2 separate regions of the Mus musculus genome follow, and region 1 is linked to region 2. A link is a contact called in public promoter capture Hi-C data. All regions are on one chromosome and are shown on one strand. The core of a region is the stretch at or near the end of the contact, and the rest is flanking DNA. Distances in the headings are between cores, read along the strand shown.

Region 1 (2,824 bases), core at 164-2,663, 8.1 Mb after region 2:
CAACACTGTGAAGTGGCAGACAGCTGCAATTTGAGAAGCAAGATGTCTTACCTTGTTCAACCTTCCTGTGAGGTTCACAACAATCTTCCCAGCTCTGTGATCATCAATGATCTCAAATTCACCAATGTATCCTATAAAACAAGTGACCAGCGTCAAACCAGACATCAATTTGAGACCTAAACCTTTACGCCAACACTAACTTTTTGCCTATTAGATTTTTCTCTCATCTGAGTCTCTGCATCAGAATTCTGAAAGCTCCGTATCACATAAAAATTTTTGGGAGTTAGCATCAACACACCCATTCTTTTCTTGAACGGTTACTGTCTTTCCCTCCCAGATCCAGCACTGTCAAAAACCCAAGACACCAATACTCACCGTGCTTCATCATCACGGTTAAGAACCGAACGATGACTTTAGAACATGGCCTGATGAGGACCTGGCGTTTGCCTCTCTTCTCAGCGTTGTTGATGCTCTTGAGAGCATCCGCCAGAACATTCATTCGCACCATGGTGGCTGTGGAAAGAAAAGCCGGGGTTTGCATCAACACCCAATCATGCTGTCCTACCCCCATTAGCTTTTCCTAGGTCTAAGCAACATTCCCAAGAACCAGGAAAAATTCACTACAATTTCCCGACTGTTCAGCACTGTTCTTCAGAGTCTAGCCCTCCAAGACACTCCTATTCATACCACCCACCACACAAAATAGCTGGGGAGAGAATGACACAAGCCGAGCCTCACCACACAGAAGATAGCCTTCGAAATGGTGGGACCGACCAGCTAGCCAAACTGAAAGTGGGGGTGCGGGAACTGTCATTAGGAAAAAGTTCTGGCACCGTCTGCCAAGATTTTCAAAGCCAGCAGTGTGTCAAGAGGTTAACGCGACTTAACTCATTTACAGGTAACCATTTAACACACAGACACACACACACACCCCCTTTCGGGAGAAGAGGCAGTACGTGACAGGGAGCCCAGCCAGCCTACTGAACGGCCACAACCCATAGGCTACCTCCACGGCTCCTCAGGACGCTGCCAAGGCGTATTTTACGCGCCAAGAGTAAACCACGACGTGGTTCCCTAACTCGGCAGTGAGTGGCTGAGCCTAACTCCCCGCGCCAACCCTGGCCACGGCCGCGTGGGACACTCGGGACTCCAGAGCTCCCGCAGACACCGGAGGCTGCAGGGCCCACGCGGGCCACCGTCCCCGCCGGCCCGAGCCGAGCCCGGCCTGTTGCAGTGGGCCGGCTCCCGCAAAGGGCTACCCATAGCCCCCGACCCCGGCAGACGGAGACTACGGCCCCTGCAGGGATCTATAGGCCCACGGGACTCCGAAAGCGAACACGGGGTAAAGGGATGGCACAGATACCACACGGATGAACACGGAGTTTCACAAACACTCACTCACCGGCGAGGGAAGATGGCAGAAAGAGAGTGGGCCGGGCAAACGCACGGAATTATGGGAAGCGGAAGCGCTATCGCGAGACTTCATGGTCACACACTTAAAAAAAAAAAACCCAAAACCCTGTGATTTCTTATAGGACAACCAATGCGAGGGCGGGGCCTCCTCTGGGAGGGGCAGATGAAACTAGAAATGGTGGGCTGCTAGTCGCTCTGAAACTCGCGGCAGTCCTGCCTCAGCCTCTAGGGTTTTGGCATTAACGCCACTGCGGGTTCTTGCGTTTAGTTTTGTTTGCCACAATGAAACTCACTAGGTAGCTTCGGCTGGGCTGGAACTATGAAGACCAAGCTGACTTCTAGCCTCCACCTGCCTCTGCCTCCCAGTGCTGAGATTAAACATCACAGCACTTGGCTTTTGTTATTATTGTTTTGGTTGGTTTGGCTTGAATTTGGCTTTTGGAGACCAGTAGTGGCCCAATGCTGTCCCCGGAGTCATGAAAATCTTGACTAGTAACAGGGATTACTGCCATGGTCCGCTTCTCTCGCTCTCTCTCTCTTTTTTTTTTTTTTTTTTTTTTTTGTTTGTTTTTTTGTTTTTCGAGACAGGGTTTCTCTGTATAGCCCTGGCTGTCCTGGAACTCACTGTAGACCAGGCTGGCCTCGAACTCAAAAATCCGCTTGCCTCTGCCTCCTGAGTGCTGGGATTCAAGGCGTGTGCCACCATGCCCGGCTTAAGGTCCACTTTTCTTCCTCCTCCTCCTCTTATTATGCAGCCCTGTGATCTGTCTGCTTCACTTTTGTAACTGGGGTTACACTCCTCCTCCTCCTCCTCCTCCTCCTCCTCCTCCTCCTCCTCCTCCTCCTCCTCCTCCTCCTATTATGCAGCCCTGTGATCTGTCTGCCTCACTTCTGTAACTGGGGTTACACCTCAAGTGAATCTGTTGACTCCTAGCCTGGACCATTAAGCTTCAAGCCTACAGAGGTTCGGGAAGCTTCGTTCATTGCTGTTCACACTAAGTCTGGAGAAGCATCTGCCACATAGTAGGTCCTCGACATATAGTTGAAGAAAAAACTGAATGGACAAATCAGTTTCTCCATCTCTAAAACAGGGATGATAGAACCACTCAGAGGAGCTTTTGAGAGACCACACAAATGTGGCAGTGCTCAGCAGTGTTTGGCACAAGATTTATTTCCCCCAGAGGAACAAAGGACAGGGAATGAGAGACAAAGACAGGAGATAGAAGGTGAGGGAGAGGGGAACAAGGGAGAGGGAGGGAAAGGATGTAAGTCCTGGGAACAAAGAACTGCCTCTGCATAGAGAGGAGACAGGTGTGGCCCTTGAGCAAACGACAGTTTATGAGGGTAAAGGGGGAAAAAACCTCTTGTTAGGATGAAGTGTCTAACTCTGGTTAGACACGTTAATTAGGGT
Region 2 (2,874 bases), core at 295-2,794:
GGTGGCACATGCCTATCTATAATCCCATTACTGGCCATGTGGAGGTAGAAAGGTCCAAGAGTACCAAAACAAAGTAGTGGTGTCATGTACCTTTCTTGCCAGGGTTTGATAGGAGTTGTGGGTGGATTAGGTCAAGATCATGTCATCAATTGCCCTCTACATAGCAAATACAAGGCCAGACAGCCACACTCTCAAAAACCATAAAAGGATGTATATTCTAAGTCCTGAGATCCTTCAAATGACATTTGAGTACCGATTATGTAACTATGCCCTGGTTAGATTAATATTTTAAAATTGTGATTTATTGGGCCTTATGTGGCATAGGCTATACAGCCTACTCTTAGCACTTAGGGATATACTCTCCGGTTAAATTCATAGCCTACTGAACTATACTGCAAACTAAAGTCTCAGATGGGGTGAGGGCAAGAGAAGGTAATACTGTAGGTTCCGACTAGATTTAGTTACAAACTCAAGTTTCTCCCGGCTATTTTTCGACTTCATCAATGACATCACCTGAAATGCAAGTGACTGACGGCTAATGCTGGTCAACCTCCTCATCTTATTGGAATATACACCTGGTACTGCGGCTACTGCACTCTTATCTGAAATGCCTTGTATTGGAAATGGCTTAAGGGTTGGGCCGAGAGGATTAAAAAAAAAAAAAAACGTACCACATGCCACAACTAATGTCTCAATAGGTTAAAGAGCCCAACAGATGCTTTCTTCATCCTTCAGTTTCACAAAACAGGGAAAGCGCATGCAAAGGACCCGAGCGACCACAAGTCCACGGACACACTAAGAGCATTCGCTTTGCCTCCCAGCGGAAGCTCGGCTCCGCCGGGATCTCCGCAGAAGCAGAAAGCTCAACCTCCCATGGCATGGTCATGCCCGGAGATTGGGGAAGGGCAGGCAGGTTCCGAACCCAGTCTCCGGCATCAGCTGCGCTAGGCACAGAGACCCAAAGCGAAGGCCTCGGCCGACTCCGAGAGCCCCTAGGGAGCGCGTGGGAGGTTCGGGCCGCCCTCCTGCCTTCCTCTAACCTTCCAATGAAATAACACTCGGCAATAGAAAGGCAAGGCCCATCCGGCCTCCGATACACGCTCCGGCAGGGCCACCGGGAGCTCCATGGGTTCCACATTAGCCCTGTAGGGAAAATGGCGCCCATCACCCTATTTCCCTCCCGGGCAATCAAAAGGACGAACCTCCCTCCCTTGCTACAAAATGGCGCCTCCCGCTGGGGCCCCAGAATCGGCATAATTCACTCGTCCGTGGGGCGGAGTGGTCCGCGATGAGCAGTTTCGCCATCCAGTCAGGCACAGAAGCTTTGATTCCGTACCTGGCGCCAGCCACTCATGAGCGGGTAGGAAGGTCAGGCAACAATGACGCAGGTGAGGTGGGCGTAGTTAGTGGCGGTTTCCTGCCCGTCAGCTAAATCTAGACCAATCGAGAGCAAGAGTCTTCCAGTGAGTGACGTAAAGACAGCCCAATGGAGGGTAGGGGCGGGACTCAGAATTGCTATGCGGGTTGCGGGGCTTGGGGGCCGGGCGGCTGTTTCCTGTCCTGGTGCATGGTGGTCGGACGAAGGAATTGTTGGAAAATTTTCTCGGAGGTTCGTATATAAATGTGTTTTTACCCAGTGTGCATTATTCTCCGCCCGGCCGCCGCCCTCAGTGCGGCGGCGCGGGCCCACTCGGGCCCCGGCTCTCCCTCCAGCTGCTTATGCTGGTCCTCAGGCCTGGCCGATCCTACGGCCGCCTTCGTAGCGCAGCCCGGGCAGAATCGGAGTTTATTAATAACCCGAGGCCGCCACTCTAGGGCGGCGGAGCCTTTCCCTCTGAGGACGCCACCCCACCCCCCTTCACCCAGCGCCCCGCCTGTCCCCTTAGGGGGCCGCTGAGGGGAGGGAGAGCAGGAGGGGAGGGTGGAGCTCTCGGGAGCCGGGAGGCTCAGCTCGACCTGACCTTCGCGCGGAGCGAGTCCCTGGGCGCTCGCTCGGTGTGGAAGCCGGTCGGACTGGGCCTCCGGGCCTCGGTTCTCAGCAGGCCCCAGCAGGGGCGCGGGGCCCGCGGCTGGGGACACGCCTGCATATCGCCCCCGGGTTTCTTCCTATTCTGATCGTAGGCACATTTATTCGTTTTCACAATTTTTTTCTTCAAAAGTCTGTGAGGCCTAACATCGAATATTCAAAAATAGTCTCTTGGAATGTTTTATAATGGGACTTTCGTTCACTCATTTTTTACTTTCTCCCTTTCATTAAACGATGTTTCAATAAGTAGAAATGAATACCACTGCCCATCTGTTTGTTTAGAATCAAGTTCTGCCTTCCCTTTTGAAATATTCAAATCATCTGGCATATTCCGTTGGGAATGTGAGAAATTGCACGTTTCAGATTGTGTTCAGTTTGGTCCTAAATTTTACTAGGAAAGATGCGTTCAGCCCTATTCGGCAAAAACTTGTGTAACATTTTAACACTTTCTTCATTCTAAGTATATAGTAAATTCATTGTGAAATGTAAAGATCACAAAACAATAAGCATAAATCTTACCCTGACATTTTGAGTATTTGGAGATGAGTCAATCGACTCTACAAATACTCTTCCCCTTTGTTTATTTTGGTTTGTTTTATCTGGGCATGGTGTCTCTGTCTATAATTCCAGCAATCGGAGTCTGAGGCAAGAGGATTTCAAGACTACTCTTTATTACAGATTTACAGCTAGCTACACACTGAGTTCCTGATCTCAAGTATACTAATAACAGCTTTTTGATAGAATATACACACGTTCAAATTCACCTAAAATAGTCCAAACTAAGTCTGGTAGTTCAACTTTGAAATCTAAGCTATCAAGGCAAAAATAGGAGAAATTTCAAATTCAAG

What was found. Promoter capture Hi-C pulls out the DNA fragments that hold promoters and counts their contacts.
Region 1: a contact with region 2 is called in a promoter capture Hi-C map of pre-B cells, with 5 times the contacts expected there. The contact joins the promoter of Rps15a here to the promoter of Zfp143 in region 2. A contact is called at or near these places in 3 of 39 promoter capture datasets (cranial neural crest, maxillary cranial neural crest and pre-B cells).

Annotation. Positions count from the first base shown.
Region 1 is chr7:118,114,734-118,117,557 of GRCm38.p6, forward strand. Rps15a (ribosomal protein S15A) reads right to left here and starts at 1,414. Exons shown (of 5, transcript NM_170669.2): 1 at 1,403-1,414; 2 at 376-513; 3 at 52-131. The coding sequence starts at 508.
Region 2 is chr7:110,060,167-110,063,040 of GRCm38.p6, forward strand. Zfp143 (zinc finger protein 143) reads left to right here and starts at 1,545. Exons shown (of 16, transcript NM_001374618.1): 1 at 1,545-1,609.